Linked DNA regions of Mus musculus: region 2 is linked to region 1. Evidence: chromatin contacts called from public promoter capture Hi-C data. All regions are on one chromosome and are shown on one strand. The core of a region is the stretch at or near the end of the contact, and the rest is flanking DNA. Distances in the headings are between cores, read along the strand shown. Region 1 holds the start of 9430024E24Rik (a long non-coding RNA gene). Region 2 holds the start of Zbtb43 (zinc finger and BTB domain containing 43).

Region 1 (6,453 bases), core at 1,266-3,765:
GTTCCAAGCTGGAAACGGAGATGGCAGAGGGTGATGCTGTCCATCTCGGGGACTGGTTTGCTGTGTGGTCCACGCTGGGTTTGCTGGGTGGATCTGACACTTTATTTCTGAACTGGTAAATGGTCTTCCATGTCTCTGTATACACAGGCAGGTGACCTAACGGAATTAAGCTTATTGGTTTAATTCCTTTGGGTCCCCTTGGCAAGGGAAGAGCAGCTGGGTGAATATTTTAATTAAGCACTGACACCCAGAAGTCAAAGTGTCGGGTGGTTCCATCAGCAACTGCTCAGGGTTTGGGGTTTTAATCAAGTGTGCCTTCGGAATTCAAAATTCTTCCTGGGTAGAAATATGTCATTAGGCGTCCAAGATTTCCACTGGAGAGAGAGAGAGAGAAAAACAAAACAAAACAAAACACAACTTGACTGTATTTTCTCTAGAGAACGACACTATGATTCGATTAGCCTTTTTCCTTGACATTTTGCCCACTTTATTAACTTCTGCTCTGCTTTTAGGCAGGCAACTACTGTTTCACTTCCCTGAAGAAGCACATAATATTATAATTCAAGTGTCAGGACAGATTAGGTTAAACGAACTGTGTAATTCCCGAAGGAAAACAAACTTCAAAACGGACGCGGTTAGCCTTGTAACACACCACGGATTGCATTAGCGTCCAGCCGGCGAGCCCGTCACCTAATGTGCTAAAGTTGGCTCTGATGTCCCCTTCTCTCTGCAAGGTGAGAAATTACTTAGCTAACAAAATATTCCGTTTCCCCCCCAACCCCTCTTTGCATTCTTTCTTTATGAGATCCCGAATTGTGACATTCGCACCGAAAAAAAAAATCTCTGCGCTTATTTGTGAAAAATGTATATTAAAACCAAAACCCATCACATGGAGAGAGGTCCCAGATGGTTTTATTCACAAGCAGTAGAATTAATGGCCTCTCTTCTCTTTATAAATATTAGAAGCAGATGAGTTCATTAGGATTGTGCCGTAATAAAGAAAACCTGCTTATTCTGACAAGACAGCCACTTATCTAATCTATCTACCGAGTAACAAAGCTACTTCCGGCCTGTAAAACCCAGCGGACTCATCGGCGTTACCTGCGCTGTTTCGAGATTAATGAAAAACACGCCAGTTCCACATTCTGCAAAAGAAAGGTTTCGGGTGGCAGTGGTGGAGCAGAGATGGAATTCAAGGGATTTCTTTCTTTCTTTCCTTTTTTTTTTTTTTTTTTTTTTTTTTTAAATGTGAGTGATTTTGAAAAGCGAGGGTTTTGAAATGTTTACTTTGTGGTGGTTTGAAATTTTTACATCTTTCAACAAAGAGGCCAGAGAAGTGAAAACACGTGAAAAGAGTTTCTGAAAAGCACGATTCAGCAGAAGTTGGGTGAAGCCGCCGAGGGTCCTTTATCTGGGGCAATCTGTGCGCGTCACGGGGTAGGGGAGGCCCAGAGCTCAGCCCCACTGGCCCACCCGAGCCTGCTGGAGGCCCTGGGCTCCCGCTTCAAAGCGCAGTTGGAGAAGCGTCTTGGGAGGGAATCGGACACCTCGCTCTGGGGACCTTTATGCCCAAGCACTGTCGCCTGATGTGGTCATCTCGTTAGTCATGGGAAGCCCAGGGAATTTCTGTTTGTGCCTCTTTCCACACTTATTAAGCAAGAAGTGGGAGGCCGACATGAGAAACCAAAAGATGTTTGTGGTCCCCTGGGCTGCATCTCTTGGGACCACAGCTTATCCATCACTGCAGAGGCATTGCGGAGAAATGGAAAGAGTCAACCGTGCCCAGAGGGGGAGAAAGTGAGCACTCAGGGGCTCCCTGTCTGCTGTATCTTGGCTGGGCTCCCGTGGAAGGGCGTGGGCTCCGAGTCTGAGAAGGGAATGCCTTTGGGGGAGCCAAGCCGCAGCTTAGGAAGATCGGCATGTCACCAGGTTCGGTTGTCTCATTATGTAGCTCAGACCTTTCCCCCCACTTTCCCTAGCAAGGGACCAGCAAGAAGCTGTCATACAGAACTCAGGCACCTGTACAGACCTGTCTCTGTTGTGGGAGAAGACCAAGATGGAACTACCCTCCTCCTCTCCTCTTCTCATCTCCCCCCCCAGCCCCCCAATGCTAGGGTTGGAATCTAGTATTTCATACTTCCTAAGCAAGTGCAGAACTCTAGGTTCTAAGCAGTTCCTTTAGTCCACCAAGTCCCAGTACCTCCGCATCATGTCAGAACCCGCTCTCGCTGGCTGTCCTGTGTCCTGTTCTCTTCCTCTCGGGGCTGCAACACTCCCAGAGGCCCAGGTGGAATTCTGAATTGCGAGATCATCAGACTGGCCCCTCGTGCCCCAATCCCACATGTAATCAAACTTCTGGGCAGATTTTTTGAGGGAAGCAACAAGTTTGAGCCAAGACCCCATGATTGAAATTCTCCAATAAATCCCTCCCAGCTGAGCCCTGAGGGTCTGTAGCTAGCTTCAGCAAGGAGGGATGGTGTGAAGGGTTTCTTTTTTCTTTCTTTTTTTTTTTTTTTGCAAACTTCAAACAGGACCTGGGGTTGTGGGGGAGGAGGAGGGCTATGCTGAGAGAGGAGGCCACAGACCAAGGGCTCAGAGTTAATTAAAGAGCCTGCATGCTTACACCTATAAACTCAGCCTTCTCTGTACATTAAAGCCCTCTGCTTTCTTTCTTGTAGGGCCACCTCTCGTGGTGAGTCTGGAAGTAGAACTAGACTCAAGCCATACTGTTTGATTTTTGTTTTTGTTTTTTTTTTTTTTTTTGCAGCCCCTGGAAGGTTCTAGCCAGAGCACTTTGCCCTTCTACCAGGAGCTAAGACTGTGTTCAATTGCTTTATTAAACATTGAGAATCTACAATTTCCCAAAGTAGGCCTGGGCACATCCCTCGGGGTGTGTGGGCCACCACCTCGCCCATTTGTCAGGCAAGGAAAGTGAGGTTCAGAGAGGCAAAGTGACCAACTGAAGAGCATATTGTGATCAGGAAGAAGTCAGGACTAGACCGCATAATCTTCTGTCAATGGCTAGGGCAGGGACCAACAAGGGACATGCTGCCCTCACCCCAGCCCTGCCCCCTTGCACTGCCGGTGACATTCAATCAGGTGCTGGTGATGCCTGGGCCAGCAGGCCGGGCAGGGCCTCCTCAGCCTCCCAACGACAAATGGTTCTCGTTTGAAAGGGAGGTTATAAAAACACGTGCCCAGAGACACTGTCAGGGAAGGGGGATTAATCTCACTCCAGTCAAAGACCATATTCCAAATATTTTTCTGGGGGTGGGAGGGAGTGGGGGCAGGGATCAGCCCTATCTGGGAAGGCAGTCAGGTTCCTGGGGTGCCCCACAGGCTGGGCTCCAGGAGGCAAGTGATGATGCAGAACAGTCAGGCCAGGGTTCCATGTATGGACCCGGCGAGGCTGGGTCCAATCAAGACCACTGCTTGGAGGCATGGTGCCTCCAGGCTAGCTTTGCAGGCGCTCGCCAGGCTGGCTTGGATATTCACACTGTGTCCGGGGTCTTGGCTGTGTTTCAGAGCCCTGTGAGTTGCTGAAGGAAAGGATTAGAAGCCTGGGACATTTTTATTTTCTGGATGGTGTCAAAGGCTGAGTGTTTTCTCCTGGCCTCTGGAGCAGAGAGGACCCCAAAGACCAGCCAGGGGGGTGGTCTTGCCTCTATGCCTTTTACCTGGACAGGAGTCAAGTCACCCAGAAGCGCTAGCTTTTCGGCTCTCAGACTTGGGGATCCAGGTCCTTATGTGACTCTGGGATTCCAGGCATAGTCTCTTAGGGGTACAGGCCTGAGGTTTCCAACGGTCCTATTTATTGAGGGCATAAAGGTCTAAAGTGGTGTGCTATTTGTTTATCCATACCCTGGAAATAAAAAACCTTGGAAGGACTTTTACTGAGCCCATTTTCCAACAGGGTAAATTGAGACTTGGGGATGTACAGGTAGAAACCAAAAAGCAGAGACATGTCTGCTTAACCTTCTAAACATCTTTTCAAAGCAAGGACAGTTAACTACTCATTTCACTGATGCAGAAGCTGAGGATCAAGAATCTAACTTATCCAAGCCCTGCCCTGCTGGCAAGGGGTGGGACTCTCGGGCAGTGAGGACGGGGACTCCACAGTGGGCTGGCATCTTTCCAAACGCACGTCAGCAGCATGCAGACAGCAGATTTGTCTTCCATCTGTTAAAGAAGCCCCATGTTGCTCGGCTTTCTGCGTGAGAAGTCCTGAGAGCCCTAGATTCATGGTAGCGCAAGTGAGGTCAGAAGCATCCCCGTGGGGTCTCATGAGGGCTGGCACCAGGCCATGTGTGCTTAGCCCAGAGATCTAGTGTGTTCCGACTGGGAGCAATGGGCCCTCACCCAGGCTATCCAGTGCTAGAATAGTCCTCATTTTATAGGAAAGGATCAGAAACCCACCCCACAGCTACTTGAGGGACTGGGTTGGTTCCTATACAGCCATGAAGTGCCTCTTCTCTGGGGATCTAAAAGGGACTCCTGGTACTAGAGGGACCCACCCTGGAGCCTCCTTTAGGCAGTAGAGTCCTGTGCTGGGGTCCTGCAGTTTTGAGTAAGTCTATCTGATTTCAGTTTAGCTTGAAAATAGATTTCAAACAGGAGCTGGGATTGTCTAGCAAGATGGGCTGGTGAACAGAGTGTACCTGTGTGCATAGGTGTACGTGGGGGAGTCATGGACCTTATCTCTCCAGACCCCCCTCCTACCCACAGTGGAGGAGTCAGGGATTTACCTCAGGTCAGTCAGTGTCTTCTTCTGGACAGCCCATTCCAGCACTCTGTCTATTGTCCAAGCAGATAACGGGGCCTGACCTCACTCACTCCATCAGAAAAATCTCGGAGTGGCTGATTGTTATTACCCTGGAGTTCCTGGGTCTGGGTCACATTAGGAGGAGAGGGCAGGCCTGAGCTGCCTGGCTTCAGGAGCTGTCTGTCTCCAGAACCTCTACAATGGGAAGCCTCCCTTCAGATGACGTCGTCTGGGCTATCTTTAGGTGCTGCAGTTGAGGATGTGTGGGCCACTGCTCTTGGTTTGATGGGATCTCCCGGCATCACCTGGGCCTCAGTTTCTACATTTGCCAAGTCTAGGAATCCCTAGCAGCAAGGCTACGCTGACAACACTCATTTTATCATCTCTAAACAGCATCCAGACAGCACCTCCTTCCCCTTGATATGTGTTCACCCAGGGATGGCCACCATCGTGAGCCAGCTCCCAAGCTCAGGGCACACCTCCGTCCTCCAGAAAGCTTCCCCACCCAACCCCACTTGTCTTTGAAGAAATAAATTGTTAAGATAACATCTATTTTGAAACTATTTGGGAGAAAAAGGAGATTTTAAAAAATTGGTATGGACAGTGCATGTGTGTGCATGTATGAGTACATGTGCATGCATATATGTGTGCACATGAGAGCGTGCTTGCATGTGGTATGCCATTGTGTGTGTGTTCTCCTGGAAGCCAGCAGAGGGCATCAGATCCTTTGGAGCTGGGTTTACATGTGGTTGTAAGGTGCCTGACATGAGTGCTGGGAACTTAGGTCCAGTCCTCTGCAGGGGCAGTAAATGCTCCTCGCCACAGTCATTTTCCCACCATCTCTCTCCCTTTGTTTCAAACACTAGCAAGGTCTTGCTGTGTAGTCCTGGCTGGCCCAGAGTGTGCTATGTACAGCAGGTTGGCCTCAGACTTGCAGTGACCCTCCCTCTCTGCCTCTGAAGTGCAGAGATCACAGATGTTGCACCCTGTGCCTGGCAGGCAAAGATTCTTAAGTAAGCCATAGAAGACTCTAATCGAAAAGGACAAGATGGATCAATGACCCAGATCTATTACTACATATTCACAAGCAGAACCACCAAGGTGGAAAGTGAGCTTCGGGGTGGGATCAGTTTCTGCACACCAATATGGCAAAGGAGTCCCTTTGGACGGGTAAAAGATAGGAACTCATTGTGGCAGCATGTGCTCTGAGCCTTGGCTACTTGGGTGGCTAAGTCAGAGGATCACCTGAGCTGAAACATTCTAGGCTACCCTGGGCAACAGAGTGGGACCCTGTGCCCTGAGGAAGCAGAGTAAAGCAAAGGTCAGGTTTCCCTTCCCCTGCAAATGGGTGAAAGATTTTCAGACCTGTGCAGACATTACACGAATAACCTGTTACATTCGAACATGAGCTCAGCCCCATTTGTCAGGAGAGTAACACGGGGTACAATCACAGCAAGACATGCTGTGACTTCACGCTGACTAAAAGCCTGTACGACCTAGAACTGTTGAGATGGGCCTCTGGGACCCGATGTTCACCCACTGTCTTATCACGGCACCTCTGCTCCAGGGACATACTGCTCTCAGCTCAGAAGAACACTTCAGCCCCGTTCCAGCTTCATAGAGCAAGCACCGCTTCCGAAGTCCACACGCACTTCTTGCTTCTTAACATCCTTCAAGAGCATGGTGACGTG
Region 2 (6,381 bases), core at 132-2,631, 250 kb before region 1:
TGTTGCAAACCAGAGTTAGTTATGTAGCATTCACACTGTTGTGCACAAACCATTTCTAGAACGTTCTTTCCATCTCTTAAAACTCTGTATCCACTGAGGCAGCCTACTTGACTCAGGCACTTGATAAAATATGTTTCATCTCCTGTCTATTCCAGATACACTCCACTCCAAAAGTTTCAGTGTTCCTCCCTATGGTGTCTCTGTCTCAGACAATACTTTGGAAACAAGCAGGGAATGGATTCCTATTAGGTTTCTAAGTTCTTCAGTAAACTGCTCCTAGAACTCTGCTACTGTGCTAAGTTAAGGGTCTCAGAGGCAGATGGAAGTCTAGTCCTTCCTAAGCCTGTAGATGCTGGCCTGGTTAAACAGAGCAGCTCCAAACAGCCCTGGAGGCCACCCAGGGTTTCTGGAAAGAGCAAAGAGTTGTGGAGACCTGCGCAAACCACTGCCTAGATCCTGAGATGGGCCTTCACCGTGAAAGCAGTAGCTCCTGACACTTTATTAGGTTTGGTGACACTTGTCAGAACTGAGACCAGACTGTGATCGGGCCACTGGTAATGGTGCCCGGCCAGGGGAGTTTTACAGGGTCATGAGTCACCTTCCATGGCTCAGAGGTCCAGGCAAGGCCCGCCCTGCCTAAACAAACTCAGTTGGGAAGGAGAGAACAAGAACACAACATTGGCAGAGAGAGAGAGAGAGAGAGAGAGAGAGAGAGAGAGAGAGAGACAGACACACACACACACACACAGAGAGACAGACAGACAAATGACCAAGAAGTCAGTGTGACTTTCGGGCCCTGAACCAGAGGGCGGCCCGAGGGGGCAGAAGCAGAGTCAAAAAACACTGAGGCAAGGGAGGAGACAGAGGTAAAGACAAAGTCCAAAGGTTGTCACCACCAAAGATGCAAAGTATAAACTCCAGCTGACAAGAGGCCAGGTGAGGACAAAACAGGTGACAACGGTCTGACAAAGAGGCGAAACTCAGGGCAGCGAGGTTCTCCTTCGCGGCGTCGGTTCGTGCGTGGGTGGCTCGACCCGGAGGTCGCCCCGGGGGCGGATTCTCCAAGAGCTCCAGGCGGCGGTGCACCTGCCGCGGGGTGACCTTGGCCAAGAGGTCGCCCGGGAGGCCGCAGGACTCTAAGCCGGGGCGCCGGGGCTTCGGAGTCACTCGCGCCGTCCCGCATCACCGCCGTCGGAGGGAGAGCAGTGTCCCGTGTCGCGGCCACTCGTGACCCCGACCGCGACCTCCCGCGCGAGCGCCCAGCCTCCCCGCCCCGCAGTACCTTCAGACGGCTCCGCGCCCGTAGCTCCAGCCTACCGGAGCGTCCCCGTTGCCGTACCAAGGCCTTATTCTCCGCCGCCACCGCGGGGACAACTTCCGCCCGAGCCTCTCGTCCCTCGGATACGCTTTCTGATCCCGCCCTCGAAATTGCCAGTGCTTCCGGAGGCGTGTCGTCGACGCTGGGATGTGCGCATGCTCCAGGCGTGCTTTCGGGGCGGGTCTTCAGGAGAGCACGCGCAGGGTACTGGCGTCTGCGCAATGGTCTCGAAGAGTGAGATAATTTCGAGTTCGTAGCTCTGGAAGCCTTAGTGGAAGACTGACTCTTGCAATTTATACGCTCACCCCACCACCACCACCACCACCAAAAAAAAAAAAAAAAAAAAAAAGTAATAACATTTCAAGATGGCTTTAAGTTGGACTTAAATCCACTCGTACCTGCACCTGCTGAGTATCAGGATTGCAAGGATGTGTTCCCCATAGTTGGTGTAGGGTGGATACACAAGCTGGACCCGACACACATTTGTGTCTTAGGTCAGTTTCCCAGGTGTGCGCCTACTTCTTTTTTGTTTTTTTGTTTGTTTTGTTTTGTTTTCTTTCTCTCTCTCTCTCTTTTTTTTTTTTTTTTTGGTTTTTTCGAGACAGGGTTTCTCTGTATAGCTCTGGCTGTCCTGGAGCTCACTTTGTAGACCAGGCTGGCCTTGAACTCAGAAATCCGCCTGCCTCTGCCTCTGCCTCTGCCTCTGCCTCTGCCTCCCAAGTACTGGGATTAAAGGCTTGCGCCACCACCGCCCAGCTTGCACGCCTACTTCTTGGTTGGGCTCTGGAACTCAGCCGTATTTAGAGAGGAGGTTGGGACTCCCCGAGAGAATTATTCAAAGAAATTCTGGGAGGGCTGGAAAAATGGCTCAATAGTTAAGACTACTCATTTCTCTTCCAGGGGACCTGTGTTCAATTTCAAGCACCCAACTGGTGGCACACAGCCTCCCTAACTCCAGTTCCAGGTTATCTGTCTCCCTCTTCCGGCCTCCACTGACACCAGGCAGGCAAACAGTACCCAGACTTGTGTGCAGGCAAAACACACATACACATTAAAAAAAAAAATTTTTTTTTAGAAGTTCGGGGAAACAAAACGAAAGAAAACAAATACTGAAGCACAGAACTGGGAACAGGTGCGGAACATCTTGCTAGGGGAAAAAACGTGGGGATTAAGGGAATGGCTCAGTTGGTAAATCCTTTACAAAGCATTGCAACTTAAGGACCTGAATTCACTCCCAGAACCATATAAAAATAGCAGGTGTGGTGGCAGGATTTTAACGCCAGTGCTGTGGAGGCAGGGATCAGTGAGTTTCAGAATAACAGAGAACCTGCCTAAAAGGAGTGGCTGGCACTAGGGGTTTTCCTTTGACCAGCACAACCACATCTGCATGAACACACATACAAATACACATGCATATAAAAAAGAAAAAATTGGGGCTGGGGTTGGGGTCGGAGAGATGCCTCAGAGGTTAAGAGCACTGGCTGTTCTTCCAGAGGTCCTGAGTTCATTTCCCAGAACCCACATGGTGGCTCACAACCATCCATACTGGGATATGATGTCTTCTTCTGCATGCAGGCGTACAAGCCGATAGAGCACTCCTATACGTAAAATAAATAAATCTTTAAAAAAATGGAGATGGGTTGGAGGCTAAGCCGACTTGGGTGACATAGGCAATTCTGGGTCAACCTGAACTGTGCAATGAGGTCTTGTCTCAAAGAAGCAAAACAGTAAAACCCAACACATCTGACGGTAAAGCCATGAAGAATCAGGGCAGCTGCTCGGCATCATCTGAACGCTACAGTCCATCTCAGTCTTCTTGCTTTGCCTGCCTTAGTCCTTTTTGAAAAAAGTGGTGTATCATTTAAGGAGTTTATTCAACTCAACACTCCAAAATGCTTTCTCCTAATCCTCCTGCAGTGACCTCTATGTGTTCATTCTCTTTGTCCACTTGTGGCAAGAAGTTGATCACAGGCTATGCCTATCCGGAGCTAGTATCTCGCCGGCAAGAATTCACTCGGACAACCGGATTCTTCTATGGCAAATCTTTATTGCTTCATCTGAAGGAAGACCCCGAACAAGGAAAATGGTGCTGCTTATATACCCCTCCGTGTGACGTGTCAGCTCCTGATTAGCTGCTCACTCATCACCCCATGCCTGGCTGGAAGTCAAGTGTCTTAATTGGGTAGAAAAGGGGATGGAACACTTATCCTTGAACCTGATTAAAAGATATTTTTTGGCTAGGCATGGTGGCGCACGCCTTTAATCCCAGCACTTGGGAGGCAGAGGCAGACAGATTTCTGAGTTCGAGGCCAGCCTGGTCTACAAAGTGAGTTCCAGGACAGCCAGGGCTATACAGAGAAACCCTGTCTCAAAAAAACAAAAAAAAAAAAAAAAGAAAAAAAAAAGAAAAAAAGAAAAAATTTTTTTGTTTACTATTGCTTTATTTATTGCATGTTTATGTGTATGAGTGCCTGTGTCATGGTGTGGGGGTGGGATCAGAGGACAAATCATGAGAGCTGGTTGTTTCCTTCTTCGGTGAGGGTCTCAGGGATTGAACTCAGGTCATCAAGGTGGGTGGCTTTACTTGGTGACTCATCTCACTGGTCCCAGAGTACTTCATTAAAAGACATTTTAAAGACAGACTTTAAGAGACAGAGAGGCACTTGAGAAGAAAGTAAGACATACCTAGAGCACGGGTGTGGGCTTCCCAAAGGAGGTTCTCTTTTCATTGTCTTACAATGATCACATATGGGGTTTGAATGAAGTTTGAAGTTACTGTCTTGAAGTACTTATTTTCAAGATATACCTGACAGTATTAAAATTCTGTATAGGTACTTGTGGATGCCAGAAGAAATATTAAAGGATGTGATTTAAAAGGACGGCCATCTTCTAAGGCGGTTTGGAGCATGCTCCACCAGAGTGTTAAACTTAAGGACATCTATGCTGTTCAGCTGAGAGCCTCAGTGTGTCTGTCTGGTCAGCATGAAAGGACCACAAAGACAAAAAAGGAAGTCTATCAGGTAGCTGTTGTTAGCCCCAATGTGGTGGGTGGGTGACAACAAGAATATGTTCATTTATCTCTGGACAAGGTCTTCAGACTGGCTTCGAACTTGCTACATAGAGGAAAATGACCTTGAACTGCTTGCCTCTGTGTTCTGAGTGCTGGCATTAAGGGCATGAATCATTATGTCCAGTCTATGCAGTGCTGAGGATTGAACCCAGAGGTTCATGCATGCCAGGCAAGCACACTACTAGTTGAGTTACAATCATATATATTATATATAGTTATACATATATGTATATGTGCTTATATATGTATATAAACACACATGCATGCATATGTATATATACACATATGCATCTATATCTGTAGTCTCCCCTCCCCCAGCCTGAAACCTGCTTGCTCAGGGGTGGAGCTTCCTGCTCATTCGTTCTGCCACGCCCACTGCTGGAACCTGCCGCTTTGCTGTTGGTGCCACCACGTGCTCACCCTACTACTGGATCCGAGATTATTCGGCGGGAATTGGGTTCCCTCCCCCTTCCTTTATAACTGAAATGTCGGGAACTAGTAAAATTGAGCTTTGATCAGAATAACTGTCTTGGCTACATTTCTTTCTCTCGCCATCTAGCCCCTCTTCTTTTCCAGGTTTCCAAAATGCCTTTCCAGGCTAGAACCCAAGTTGTGGTCTGCTGGCCGGACACAACATATATCTACATCCACCTCTACTTCCATCTCTATCTCTGTATATCTTGAGCTGTGATCATCTGAGCTTATATTCTCTTTGCAGATGAGCCAGGTCTACAACAAATGAATTCATTCAGACAGACCCAGCCTAAAGGAACATCACCAGCCCAGGAGCTGCTCTCCTGACCAGTCAGAGGGTCTAGCACTTTAAGCCTTCTCTTGTGTTTTCTTTGCTAATATTTTAGTGTCCAATTCAAGCCAAGATAAGTCCAAATCAAAGGGTGGGGAAGCACATTCTACTTTCAAAGGGAGAAAGGACATGGTCCTTTCACAACAGTCTTGAACAGGTGGCTGTATCGATCTATTGAGAATAATACATCAATTGACCCGAAGCTTCCATGTTATGTCACTATGGGTTCTTCCTATATGTAAGAAGTAATCATTATGGCCTATTTCAGTATGAGGTGCATTTAGAGAGCATTAGAACATCACAGCTGAGGAGAAAGCACTAAACCTCCATCTTCCCTAGCTGGCTTCTTAGGCTTGCATGTCTAGAGGCTTTCAGTCTAGGGTTGAACAGTCAGTAGCACTGTGTTACAGGACTGAACCCACATATCAGAAAAGGAGGGAACCTCATGCAATAGGATATACATTAGATAAGGCTTTGCATCCTGATTCAATAGGAAGAGGAGTCTGAGAAGGGGTCAATACCAGACATTGGGAAGGTTGTACCTCTCTAAAGAACTCAGCCACTGAGGAATTCAGGACAGGGCGGAGAAATGCAGTTAGGAATACAAAAGCCTAACTCTTCTGCACCAAATGGCACACTGGCCACATTTGCCTTTTCTCTAGGCTGTTTTGTGCAAGGCTGTAAAATCAGCAGCCTCATTTGTCTCATCTGAATCTCTAGCACTCATTATGACATGGGGATCATTGTTTCCCACAGCCATGTCAAACACGTCAGTGTGACTCTAAAACTCTTGAAAGTCTCAGCCTCAAAAGCCTGGAAGTATGTCTTGATGTGCCTTAACTGAGTTCCAAGATCTGTGAACAAGAAAGGCAAGTTGTCCACTTCCTCCCTCCACCCCTCCATATAGTCCCCCATACAGTGGTGAAATAGCAATATGGTAAGCCCAACCAATGCTTTTGTTAGAAAAGGAGGAGAAAGATATGTAGGGGCGGGGGCAGAACACCAATGGTCCACAGCAACTCTGAAATTCTACTGGATGAATATTGCCACAAGCTCAGTTCCACTTCTGTTGCTGTGATTAAACGCTCTGACAGAAATCAGCTTAAGGCTATGAGAAGTTCACTATAGCCCACATTTCCAAGTTATGGTCCATTGTTTTATGGAAGTCAAGGTAACAGAACTTTAAAG

The links. Promoter capture Hi-C pulls out the DNA fragments that hold promoters and counts their contacts.
Region 2: a contact with region 1 is called in a promoter capture Hi-C map of second pharyngeal arch cranial neural crest, with 3 times the contacts expected there. The contact joins the promoter of Zbtb43 here to the promoter of 9430024E24Rik in region 1. A contact is called at or near these places in 7 of 39 promoter capture datasets (the 3T3-L1 cell line, HPC-7-derived erythroid cells, cranial neural crest and 3 more), 2 of 15 datasets of contacts at CTCF or cohesin (the NIH/3T3 cell line and embryonic stem cells) and 10 of 484 Hi-C or Micro-C datasets (the CH12 cell line, the Patski cell line, cerebral cortex and 6 more).

Annotation. Positions count from the first base shown.
Region 1 is chr2:33,716,435-33,722,887 of GRCm38.p6, forward strand. It overlaps 9430024E24Rik (a long non-coding RNA gene), which reads right to left and starts at 2,516. Exons shown (of 2, transcript XR_374262.3): 1 at 2,201-2,516; 2 at 1-374.
Region 2 is chr2:33,467,151-33,473,531 of GRCm38.p6, forward strand. It overlaps Zbtb43 (zinc finger and BTB domain containing 43), which reads right to left and starts at 1,382. Exons shown (of 3, transcript NM_001025594.1): 1 at 1,283-1,382.